Regions from separate parts of the Sus scrofa genome. Here regions 1 and 3 are each linked to region 2. Evidence: chromatin contacts called from public HiChIP or PLAC-seq data. All regions are on one chromosome and are shown on one strand. The core of a region is the stretch at or near the end of the contact, and the rest is flanking DNA. Distances in the headings are between cores, read along the strand shown.

Region 1 (3,548 bases), core at 1,022-3,521, 260 kb before region 2:
AACTCAGTACAGTTGCAGAATACAAAATTAATATACAGAAACCTGTTGCATTTCTATACACTCACAATGGAAGATCAGAAAGGGGAATTAAGGAAACAGTCCTGTTTACCATCACACTGAATGGTTCTGAACCTGTCTCTAAGGTCTGGCCAAGCGTGGTTCTTGCGTCTGTCCTGAGAGGAGACCAAGCTTCCAGTGTGGCACAGTGGCCAGGCGTGGGTTTTTGACAGGGCCATGGGAAGCTGTGGACAGAATTTGATTTGTGGGCTGGTGTATCCACACACACATGCTCCTTCTGCTATAGGACAGATGGGAGTAGGAAGAGAAAGAGCTCTCCATTTGTACTATGCAACAGGCAGGTGTGGACCCATCACTCCCCCTCACAGACCAGGAGTGCATGTTTGTTTACCTCTTTCTCAGTTCCTTGTGCAATTCCTGGCCCCAGGATTGGTCTGCTGCCTCATTTCTCCTTCCTTTGCTCTGACCTATGTTTCTGCAGCAGCAGAACCATCAGTGTCAGTGGCTGGGTCACCTCCTGCTCCCTCTCCTTCTCTCCTCTTCCTCACCTCTCCCAGAGGGGGATCAGCATAGGCTTCTTAAGAATCCTAGCCCACACCTGTAGCTAGAGTGACATGTCAAAGCAGAGGTCACAAATTCAGCAAGGGATCAGGCAAATAGCACAACTTGACATTTCTGGCTAGGTGTCAGTACCAGGGAGACATAAGGCCTGCAGTAAACAGGGACAGCCAGGCTCCTTCTAAAGTGGCTCCAGCTAATTGTTGCTGTGGAGAAGGTGGGCTAGATGTCATTCTTTTGATTTTTAAAATTTTTTTTTAATTTATTTTATTTTTTATTTATTTATTTTTGTCTTTTTAGGGCCGCACCCGCAGCATAGGGAAATTCCCAGGCTAGGGGTCTAATTGGAGCTGTAGCTGCCGTCCTATGCCAGAGCCACAGCAACTCGGGATCCAAGCCACATCTTCGACCTACACCACAGTTCATGGCAACGCAGGATCCTTAACCCATATGAGCAAGGCCAGAGATCAAACCCACAACCTCATGGTTCCTAGTCGGATTCGTTAACCATTGAGCCACGATGGGAACTCCTGATATATATATATATATATATATATATATTTTTTTTTTTTTGATAGAGAGCAGGAACCTTGATTTTATTTTATAAATTTATATTGATGAAAAAATTTTGCTTGTTCTGGCAGTAAACAAACGATGTTGCAGCCATCAAGCCATCACATTACAGCCACCCAGAGCAGTGCACCCTGAGGAGACTCGGGATGAGAAAGCCCAGGATACTGGTCCCAGATAGCTGAAGTACATATCACAGGAATGATTTCAGTGAGCTTGGACTCTTGCATCTTCCCGTACATAGAAAAGTGCTAATAAATTACTTGACTTGAGATATCTGGTTTTCTTTCATTAACAGTAATTTTTTTGATGTTCTGATGTGGTCTTTGTTGCAAAAGCTCCTATATATCCTGGTTCCTCCCATACGTCTTTGGAGCAGTCCCTTAGAGTGCTCTGAGAGACTCTGGGCATCAGTTCTTAATTTTGTCCACCAAATAGAACATAATTCTCAATTTTTAGGTTGTGCACTTTTTTCAGTTGACAGTTCCTACCTACCTAATTCAAAATTTTAGCACAGCACAACATTGTAAATCAACTATACTTTAATTTTAAAAAATAAAATTTTCTTTTTTTCCTATAGTGCCCACCAAATAAAACCCAGGCACAGAGAGGCCAGATAGGTCAGCCACATTTATTATCACTTATAAAATTAAATACCTATGCCAGGAGTTCCTGTCGTGGCGCAGTCGTTAACGAATCCGACTAGGAACCATGAGGTTGAGGGTTTGATCCCTGCCCTTGCTCAGTGGGTTAACGATCTGGCGTTGCCCTGAGCTGTGGTGTAGGTCGCAGACGCGGCTAGGATCCCCCATTGCTGTGGCTCTGGTGTAGGCTGGCAGCTGCAGCTCTGACTAGACCCCTAGCCTGGGAACCTCCATATGCCACGGGAGCGGCCCAAAGAAATAGCAAAAAAAACCAAAAAAACAAAAAAAACAAACCTATGCCAAATCCACTTAGCTAGCTGAAGCAAGCAGGGAGCGCCCTGACACGTGGTTTGCCCTGACCTCACTGAACTCCAGATAGTATGAGGAAATACGTTGTTTTCACAGGCTATTTTTGCAGCCTGATATGCCCTTACCACCCTCTTCCATCTGGTAAACTCCAAAAGTCTCTGGATGACTCATCTCCACCCTCACCTCCCTTGAAAGCCTGGGCTGACCACGCACCCAGACCAGCCTCCCGGTGTTTACCACTTCCTGCTCATTGCTCCTTATTCTCTGTTACAGCCCTTATCACACTGTTTTATAAGTTTACCTGCCATCTACCCCTAGACAGCACACGTCTTGAAATCTAGGATTCTATCTTGTTAGTTCTGTGCTCCCAGCTCCTTGGCACTTAGCTGACACAGTGCTTATGTAATGAAGGAGTAAACAACACATATCAGTAAGGAGACCCATGTCAGGAAGCTGCTGGATATAGTTCCAAGGTGGTATTTGTGACAATGAGTGTATCATTTTAAGAGTTTAGGAGTGGGGTGGGGCTGGGGGGGAAACTGCTCAGCCGGATTTTGCCAAAGAATTTGCATTTGAACTGGGAAACAGATTCTCCTGGGGCAGGGGGAGGAGCAAAAGAAGAACGAAATGAAAATGAAGGCTGAAAGGACAGAAAGACCTGGTGGGCTCAGATGGTGAGGATGGCAGGGAAGCAAGTGAAAGGCAGTGACTGAAATGGAGGGCTCTTACAGGAGGACCGTGGGGGGAGGGCAGTGTAGAGGTGACCCGACGTCGTGGCATGTTCAGGAAGTGCTTCCAACCCCCTGATGACGGCCACCGCCCCAGGGAAGGGTTTTTTTTTTTCCTTCCACTGGTGGTAGAAGCGCCCTTGCAGGTTCGTGGATGCGCCACCGTGAGGCCTGAGCGCGCAGCTACACCTGAGTGGCTTTTACCGCCACCGAGAGAAAACCACTGCAACTTAAGTGGTATTTACATATACACAGATTTCTCCTTACAGCAGCTGAAGTCAAGCAAAAGTAAGACCACACCACTCATCTCGCAATCAGTCACTCCCTTTCTGAGGCTGCCTTGTCTCCTGTTTTTCTCCTAAGTAGTCTGTATATGCTTTAGGGGCAGAGGTTTATTCATTTTTGCTTCTCCACAGGGCCTTACGCTCTGAAGATGTTAAAAAACAACAACAAAACAAACTCTGGGAGTTCCTGTCATGGCGTAGTGGAAACGAATCTGACTAGGAACCATGAGGTTGCGCTTCAATCCTTAGCCTCGTTCAGTGGGTTGAGGATCTGGCATTGCTGTGAGCTGTGGTGTAGGTCGCAGTCTTGGCTCTGAACCTGCGTTGCTGTGGCTCTGGCGGTGGCGTAGGCCAGCAGCTGTAGCTCCTATCGGACCCCTAGCCTGGAAACCTCCATATGCCTTGGGTGTGGCCCTAAAAAGCAAAAAATAAATTAA
Region 2 (3,219 bases), core at 591-3,090:
CCAATCAGGGCAGCAGACAGGAAACCAAATGAAAAAAAAAGAAAGCAATATAAGAGATCTATGGGATCATATAAAGCATGCCAATCTATGCATAATAGGGATTCCAGAAGGTGATGAAAAAGAAAGGAGGATTGAAAATATATTTGAAAAAGTTATCGCTAAATACCCCCCAAACCTGAAGAAGGAAGTAGGTATTCAGATACAGGAAGCACAGAGGATTCCCAACAAGATGAACTCAAACAGACTTACATCAAAACATTGTATAATAAAAATGGCAAGGAGTTCTCATTGTGGCTCAGCAGTAATGAACCGGAACAGGATCCATGAGGATGCAGGTTTGATCCCTGGCCCTGTTTAGTGGGTTATGATCTGGCTTTGGCACAAGCTGCAATGTAGGTTACACATGTGGCTTGGATCTGGTGTTGCTGTGGCTATGGCATAGGCTGGCAGCTGTGGCTCTGATTCAACCCTTAGCCTGGGAAATTCCATGTGCCACAGGTGCAGTCATTAAAAAAAAAAATCACATAATATAATAAAAATGGCAAAAATTATTCTAAAGGCAACAAGAGGAAAAACAAAGAGTTAATTACAAGGGAAACCCTCCTCCCCCCATAAGGCCATCAGCTAATATCTCTACAGAAATGCTGCAGGCCAGAGGGGAATAGCAAAATATATTCAAAGTCTTGAAACGGAAAAATCTTCAACCTAGACTTCTCCACACAGCAAGATTATCATTTAGGATAGGAGGAGAAATAAATAATTTCTCAGTCAAGCAAAAACTAAAAGAATACAGCAATGCTAAACCTATCCTAAAAGAAATAATGAAAGGTCTTCTCTAGATAGAAAAGAAGCAAGAAGATACGGGAAGGAGGAAATCATAATTGGAAAGTCAATCACTTAAATTAGCCAGTATACGGATCACAAACAAACAACAAACAAACCAAAAAACCTATCTGTGAAAGTATTGATAAACACAAGGAAGCGCAAAAGGATAAAGATGTAAAAGGGTCGTAAAGTTCATGAAGTGTGGGAAAGGAGAGGAAGAAAATGTATTATTATTTTTTTTTCAAAGTCTGAGGATGGAAAGGAACAATTAAAGAAACTTATGGAGTTAATACAATTTCTTTCTTTCTTTTTTTTTTTTGTCTTTTTGCCATTTCTTGGGCCGCTCCTGCAGCATATGGAGGTTCCCAGGCTAGGGGTCGAATCAGAGCTGTAGCCACCGGCCTACGCCAGAGCCACAGCAATGCGGGATCCGAGCCGCGTCTGCAACCTACACCACAGCTCACGGCAACGCCGGATCGTTAACCCACTGAGCAAGGGCAGGGATCGAACCCGCAACCTCGTGGTTCCTAGTCGGATTCGTTAACCACTGCACTACGACGGGAACTCTGAAAATGTATTATTTTTCCCCCCAGAATATGTTTAAGCCTGGATGACTATCGGTCTAAAGTAAGCAGATAAAGGAAGGGGTTAATAGACTTGAAAGGGCAAACACAAGTCAAAAACATAAAACAGATTCACAAAAACCAAAAAGAAGAGAACAAAAGCATAAAAGAAAAGGAAGACTTCAAACCACAAAAAGAAAAAGGAACAAAGATGAAACACAGAATCAACTGAAAAACAAGGTTTAAAATGGCAATAAATACATATGTATCAGAGTTCCCATCGTGGCACAGCAGAAATGAATCTGACTAGGAACCATGAGGTTGCCGGTTCAATCCCTGTCCTTGCTCAGTGGGTTAAGGATCCGGCATTGTGGTGAGCTGTGGTGTAGGTTGCAGACGAGGCTCGGATATGACGTTGCTGTGACTGTGGCATAGGCCAGTGCCTACAGCTCTGAATTGACCCCTAGCCTGAAAACCTCCAAATGCCATGGGTGTGGCTCTAAAAAGACCACAAAGAAAAAAAAAGAGAAAAAGAATGAAATGATGTCATTTGTAGCAACATGAATGCAACTAGAGATGATCACACTAAGTCACGAAGACAAATACCATACGATATAACTTATTTGTGGAATCTAAAATATGGTATAAATGAACCTATCTACAAAACAGAAATAGACTCACAGAGAGAACAGACTTGGGTTGCCAATGTGGAGGGGGGAAGGACAGGAATGGGGAGGGAATGTGGGGTTAGTAGACACAAACTATTACATTTAGAATGGATAGACAAGGTCCTACTCTATAGGACAGGGAACTATATCCAGTTTCTTGGGGTAGGCCATGATGGAAGATTATATAAGAAAGGAAATATTTTATGACTGAGTCACTTTGCTGTACAGCAGAAAATAATACAACATTGCAAGTCAACTATACTTTAAAAAAATCATGATACGGAAAAAAAAAAAAAAAAAAGAAACTGACGTCCAGAGTGGTTTTAAACTCCTTTATCTAAGGTCACTCCTTAGGGCTGAAGTCAGAACTAGAGAACTGGGTGGGTCATGTGAGAGATCCAAATTCTGGTGCAAATTCAAGTGAAAGCTGTGCACCTCATACAGGTTGCTCAGTATCATCTTTGAACCTAAGTTTCTCTCTCTCTCTCTCTCTCTCTCTCTCTCTCTCTCTCTCTTTTGCTTTTTAAGGCTGTACTTGCAGCATAGGGACCCAGGCTAGGGGTCAAATCGGAGCAGCAGCTGCCAGCCTACACCACAGCCATAGCAATGAGGGAACCGAGCGGCGTGTGCAACCTACACCACAGCTCATGGCAAAGCCAGATCCTTAACCCACTGAGTGGGGCCAAGGATTGAATCCACATCCTCATGGATACTAGTCGGGTTTGTAACCTGCTGAGCCATGACATGAACTCCTGATCCTAAATTTCTTAATTGTAAAAAAGATGGAATGAACTAGATCGGCATCTTCAAATCTTTGTGTTCACATAAAACTTACCTGATGTGATGATAATAAATGCCGAGTTTCAAGCTTTAAAAAAATGGCTACGAGCAGGCCTGAGGCCAGGGCTCAGGAGAGTCAGCCAAGGTCTAACAGAAAATTGAGTCTGAGAGAAGGAGACAGCCTGGTTCCCAGGTAGTTAAGGGGACAGTACTGTGTGATCAAGGCTGAAAACTCAAGAATACCAGCATAGCTCTGAGCCTTGAGTAGCTTGACAGGAGGTAGAAGATGTCTGAGATTAATTTAGGGAACATATTCAACTAATATTCAATGTATTTAAATGCACTGAAGAGTGGTGAATGACTGCCTAGGACTTCATAGTTTA
Region 3 (3,261 bases), core at 620-3,119, 350 kb before region 2:
CTCCAAATTCTCTTTCCCGGAGAGGAAGTGTAACTCATAGTTATACATGCGCTGCGGGAAAAGAATTCAGCATGACATACCTCGGAGTCGGTAAAGAAGTTGTAAAGAAGGACGTCATCAAATTCTAAGCCTTTTGCTTCATAAACTGTGAGCACAAGTGCTAACCCTAGCTCTTCTGGAATTTTCTCCTTCGCCATTTCATTGGCTACAAGGATTACCTGGGAGAAAAAGGCAGGGAGTGGGGGGTGGATAGAAAAGAAATAGCATCAAATTGTACAAAGAAAAGTCTAGTAAAGCTGAGTCTGTTGCTATGGGAGGCAGATAATGTCTATGGCTGGTGTGGACTTGGTTAGCCAAGCTTGGTGGGAATATTAAGAACAATTAATCACTCTCCCATCTCTGACACTTCCTCATTCTGGACAGGGGCTACTGAATTCTACCTTGTGGAAGAACTCAGCTTCTCAAACCTTTTTTCAATTGCAAACTGCCTTTTATTTTGAAACATAACAATCTCAAGAAACTCACCTGGTGGGCTCCAAATTCAATAGGCTGGGTTTTCCTTTTGTTCCCTCGAAGCAATATTGCCAAGTCACTTACACTACAGGACTCCAGGACAATTGGTCTGGGACCATCAAAGAGGCCAGAATCCCTTGGAAGGCGATCAAAAGATTCTGGGAAATAGTACTGAAGTAAATCAACCACTCCAGACGCCAGACTGAGGATTCCTGAGATAAAGCAAAAAGCAAGTAAGATATTGTAGAACATGCCAACATGGCTGGGGTTTTTTGTTTTTGTTTTCTTATTTTGGTTTTGTTTTTTTTCTGAGAAGCAGTCTTGATCCTGAGAGTACACATAATTGCAGCCAATTTCCAGGTCTGATTAGATAGATTAGATTAGATTAGATTAGATTAAATACAGGCTCTCAGCTGTATTACTCTGGGTATAGCAGACAAAGGTAGTAGAGATGTGTCTGCTGTCCTAAATAGGCTTTGTGGAATTTCATTCCTGGATGACCTCATGAAGAAGAGTCAAGGCAGAAATGTAATCTAAACATTCAGAGCTGGAGTTCCTGCTGTGGCACAGTGGGTTAGGAAACTGACTGCAGTGGCTTGGGTTGTGGCTGCAAGTTGGATTTGATCCCTGGCCTGGGAATTTACATATGCTGCAGGTGTGGCCATTAAAAAAAATGAAAAACAATAACACTTAGAGCTGTTAGAATGCTAATACAAGGGGCTAATAAACACATTAAAAAAACAAGAATAATCCTGTTTCCTGTCCTTAGCACTGAAAGCATTAGAGACAACGTCACATGGTAAGAGCTGGATGTTAGCTGGGGCAGCAACCTTGGCTTCCATAGACCTTTTCCACTAGATTACCCTTTATTGGCTGTGGCTGAGCAGAAGCTTGATGTGCAATCTCAGTTTCCAGGCCAGAGACTGAACCCGACTAGTGGAAAAAGCACTGAGTCCTAACCACTAGGCTACCAGGGAATTCCCTCCACCAGGTGAGAGAGGACTACACTAAGAAAAATTGTCATGGCTGGACAAAAGATGTCCAAAGAGCTTTCTCCCTGTGTCCCATTTTTGCCTAAGTGCTGAAGATTGACAGTGAACAATGACAGTGATGCTGACTATACAACAGGTACCTTCATAAAAATTACCCTGTTTAATCCTCATATCAGCCCACTTTTACAGAGACTATAAGGCTTGAGAAGTCAGTAAATGCCCCCAAGTGTCAGGATTTGAAGCTGGACTGAATAAGTGTCATCCTGGGTCTCCCACAATTCTTAGGGGCTGCGTGCCCTTTGTCCAACACCAGATAGAATTCTGTGTAATGGGTATATGTGTCATCATTGCTATTACCAAATAGTAAAGGGAAGTTTTATTATCCAATGCTGCTATTACTAAAAGTAAGCAATGTAGAGAAATCACAGGACAAGTGGAAACTGCTGAATCTAACCAAATCCACTGTAACTGTAGCTCAGAGATATTCTTTAATGAGAGGATCAGAAAAAGGCATGAAAGTGTTCACTGCAGGGAAAAACTTAATTTATTTAAATGCCCTTCTAGGGAACTAAACACAAATTTTTTATATAAATACACTCAAAGAACAAAAGACGGTTCAGCCATAAATAACAATGAAGTACTGATACATGCTACAATATGGAAGAAGTTTGAAAACATCATGCTAAACAAAAGAAGCCAAACACAAAAAGTCACATATTATGTGATTCCATTCATATGAAGTGTCTGGAATAGGCAGATCCATGGAGACAGAAAGTAGACTGGTATAGTTCACAGGGCTGGAATTGGGGACAAGCTGTGACTGCTAATGGTTATGTGGTTTCTTTTAGGGGTAATAAAAATGTCCTGGAATTAGATGGTGGTAATGGTTGCCCAACCTTATGAATATATTAAAAACCACTAAACCGCAAATTTTTAAACAGATGATTGTTATGCCATATGAATCTCAATTTCAGAAAGAATAAAAGATGTAGGGAAATAGTCACTAAACATATACTCAATGCATAATCAATCAATAAATGTGTGTGAGAGTTCTCTTATGGTATAGCAGGTTAAGAATCGGGTGTTGTCACTGCTATAGTGCAGGCTCAATCCCTGGCCTGGGACTTTCACAGGCCACAGGCGTGGCCAAAATATTAAATTTTTAAAAAATTTTTAGAAATGTGTGTGATAAATGCGTATATGTATATGGAAAGCAGAGATCAGAAGGAATGAAACATAATGTGAGTAGTGAGCAGCCTTACAGACGGATTGGATTATTTTTAGTGTTTTATGTGTTTTTTTCTTTCTTTTTTCTTTTTTTCTTTTTTGTCTTTTTAGGGCCACACTCATGGCATACAGAGGTTCCCAGGCTAGGGGTTAAATCAGAGCTGTCGCGGCTGGCCTACAACCCAGTCACAGCAACTTGGGATCCAAGCCACGTCTGCGACCTACACCACAGCTCATGGCAACACCGGGTCCTTAACCTACTGAGAAAGGCCAAGGATCAAACCTGCATCCTCATGGATGCTGGTCAGATTTGTTTCCTCTGAGCCACGACAGCAACTTCTATGTGTTTTCTAAAGTCTCTCAAATCTAATACATACTAGTGGGGTTGGAGTTCCCATGATGATGCAGTGGAAACGAATCCGACTAGGAACCATGACGTTGCGGGTTTGATCCCTGGCCTCGCTCAGTGGGTTAAGGATCCGCATTGCCATGAGCTGTGGTATAGGCAGCAGACACGGCTTGGATCTAG

The links. HiChIP or PLAC-seq counts read pairs in DNA pulled down with a chosen protein or histone mark.
Region 1: an H3K27ac HiChIP or PLAC-seq map of alveolar macrophages shows a contact between it and region 2. The contact joins two enhancer-like sites. A contact is called at or near these places in 1 of 47 Hi-C or Micro-C datasets (embryonic fibroblasts) and 1 of 2 datasets of contacts at active chromatin or transcription factors (alveolar macrophages).
Region 3: a contact with region 2 is called in an H3K27ac HiChIP or PLAC-seq map of alveolar macrophages. The contact joins two enhancer-like sites. A contact is called at or near these places in 1 of 47 Hi-C or Micro-C datasets (embryonic fibroblasts) and 1 of 2 datasets of contacts at active chromatin or transcription factors (alveolar macrophages).

What each region holds. Positions count from the first base shown.
Region 1 is chr13:21,898,349-21,901,896 of Sscrofa11.1, reverse strand. No RefSeq gene overlaps it. Among named protein-coding and RNA genes, the nearest start is that of TRANK1, 13 kb to the left of the region's middle. Within about 2 kb of position 2,271, at least 57 of the 83 cell types and tissues checked have an H3K27ac peak or open chromatin away from gene starts, as enhancers often do. A contact at or near this core is called in alveolar macrophages, where this site is marked.
Region 2 is chr13:21,638,537-21,641,755 of Sscrofa11.1, reverse strand. It overlaps LOC100737115. Among named protein-coding and RNA genes, the nearest start is that of LRRFIP2, 27 kb to the left of the region's middle. Within about 2 kb of position 1,840, at least 1 of the 83 cell types and tissues checked has an H3K27ac peak or open chromatin away from gene starts, as enhancers often do. A contact at or near this core is called in alveolar macrophages, where this site is marked.
Region 3 is chr13:21,990,744-21,994,004 of Sscrofa11.1, reverse strand. It overlaps TRANK1 (TPR and ankyrin repeat-containing protein 1), which reads right to left. Exons shown (of 26, transcript XM_021071655.1): 16 at 526-725; 17 at 81-218. Among named protein-coding and RNA genes, the nearest start is that of DCLK3, 48 kb to the left of the region's middle. Within about 2 kb of position 1,869, at least 3 of the 83 cell types and tissues checked have an H3K27ac peak or open chromatin away from gene starts, as enhancers often do. A contact at or near this core is called in alveolar macrophages, where this site is marked.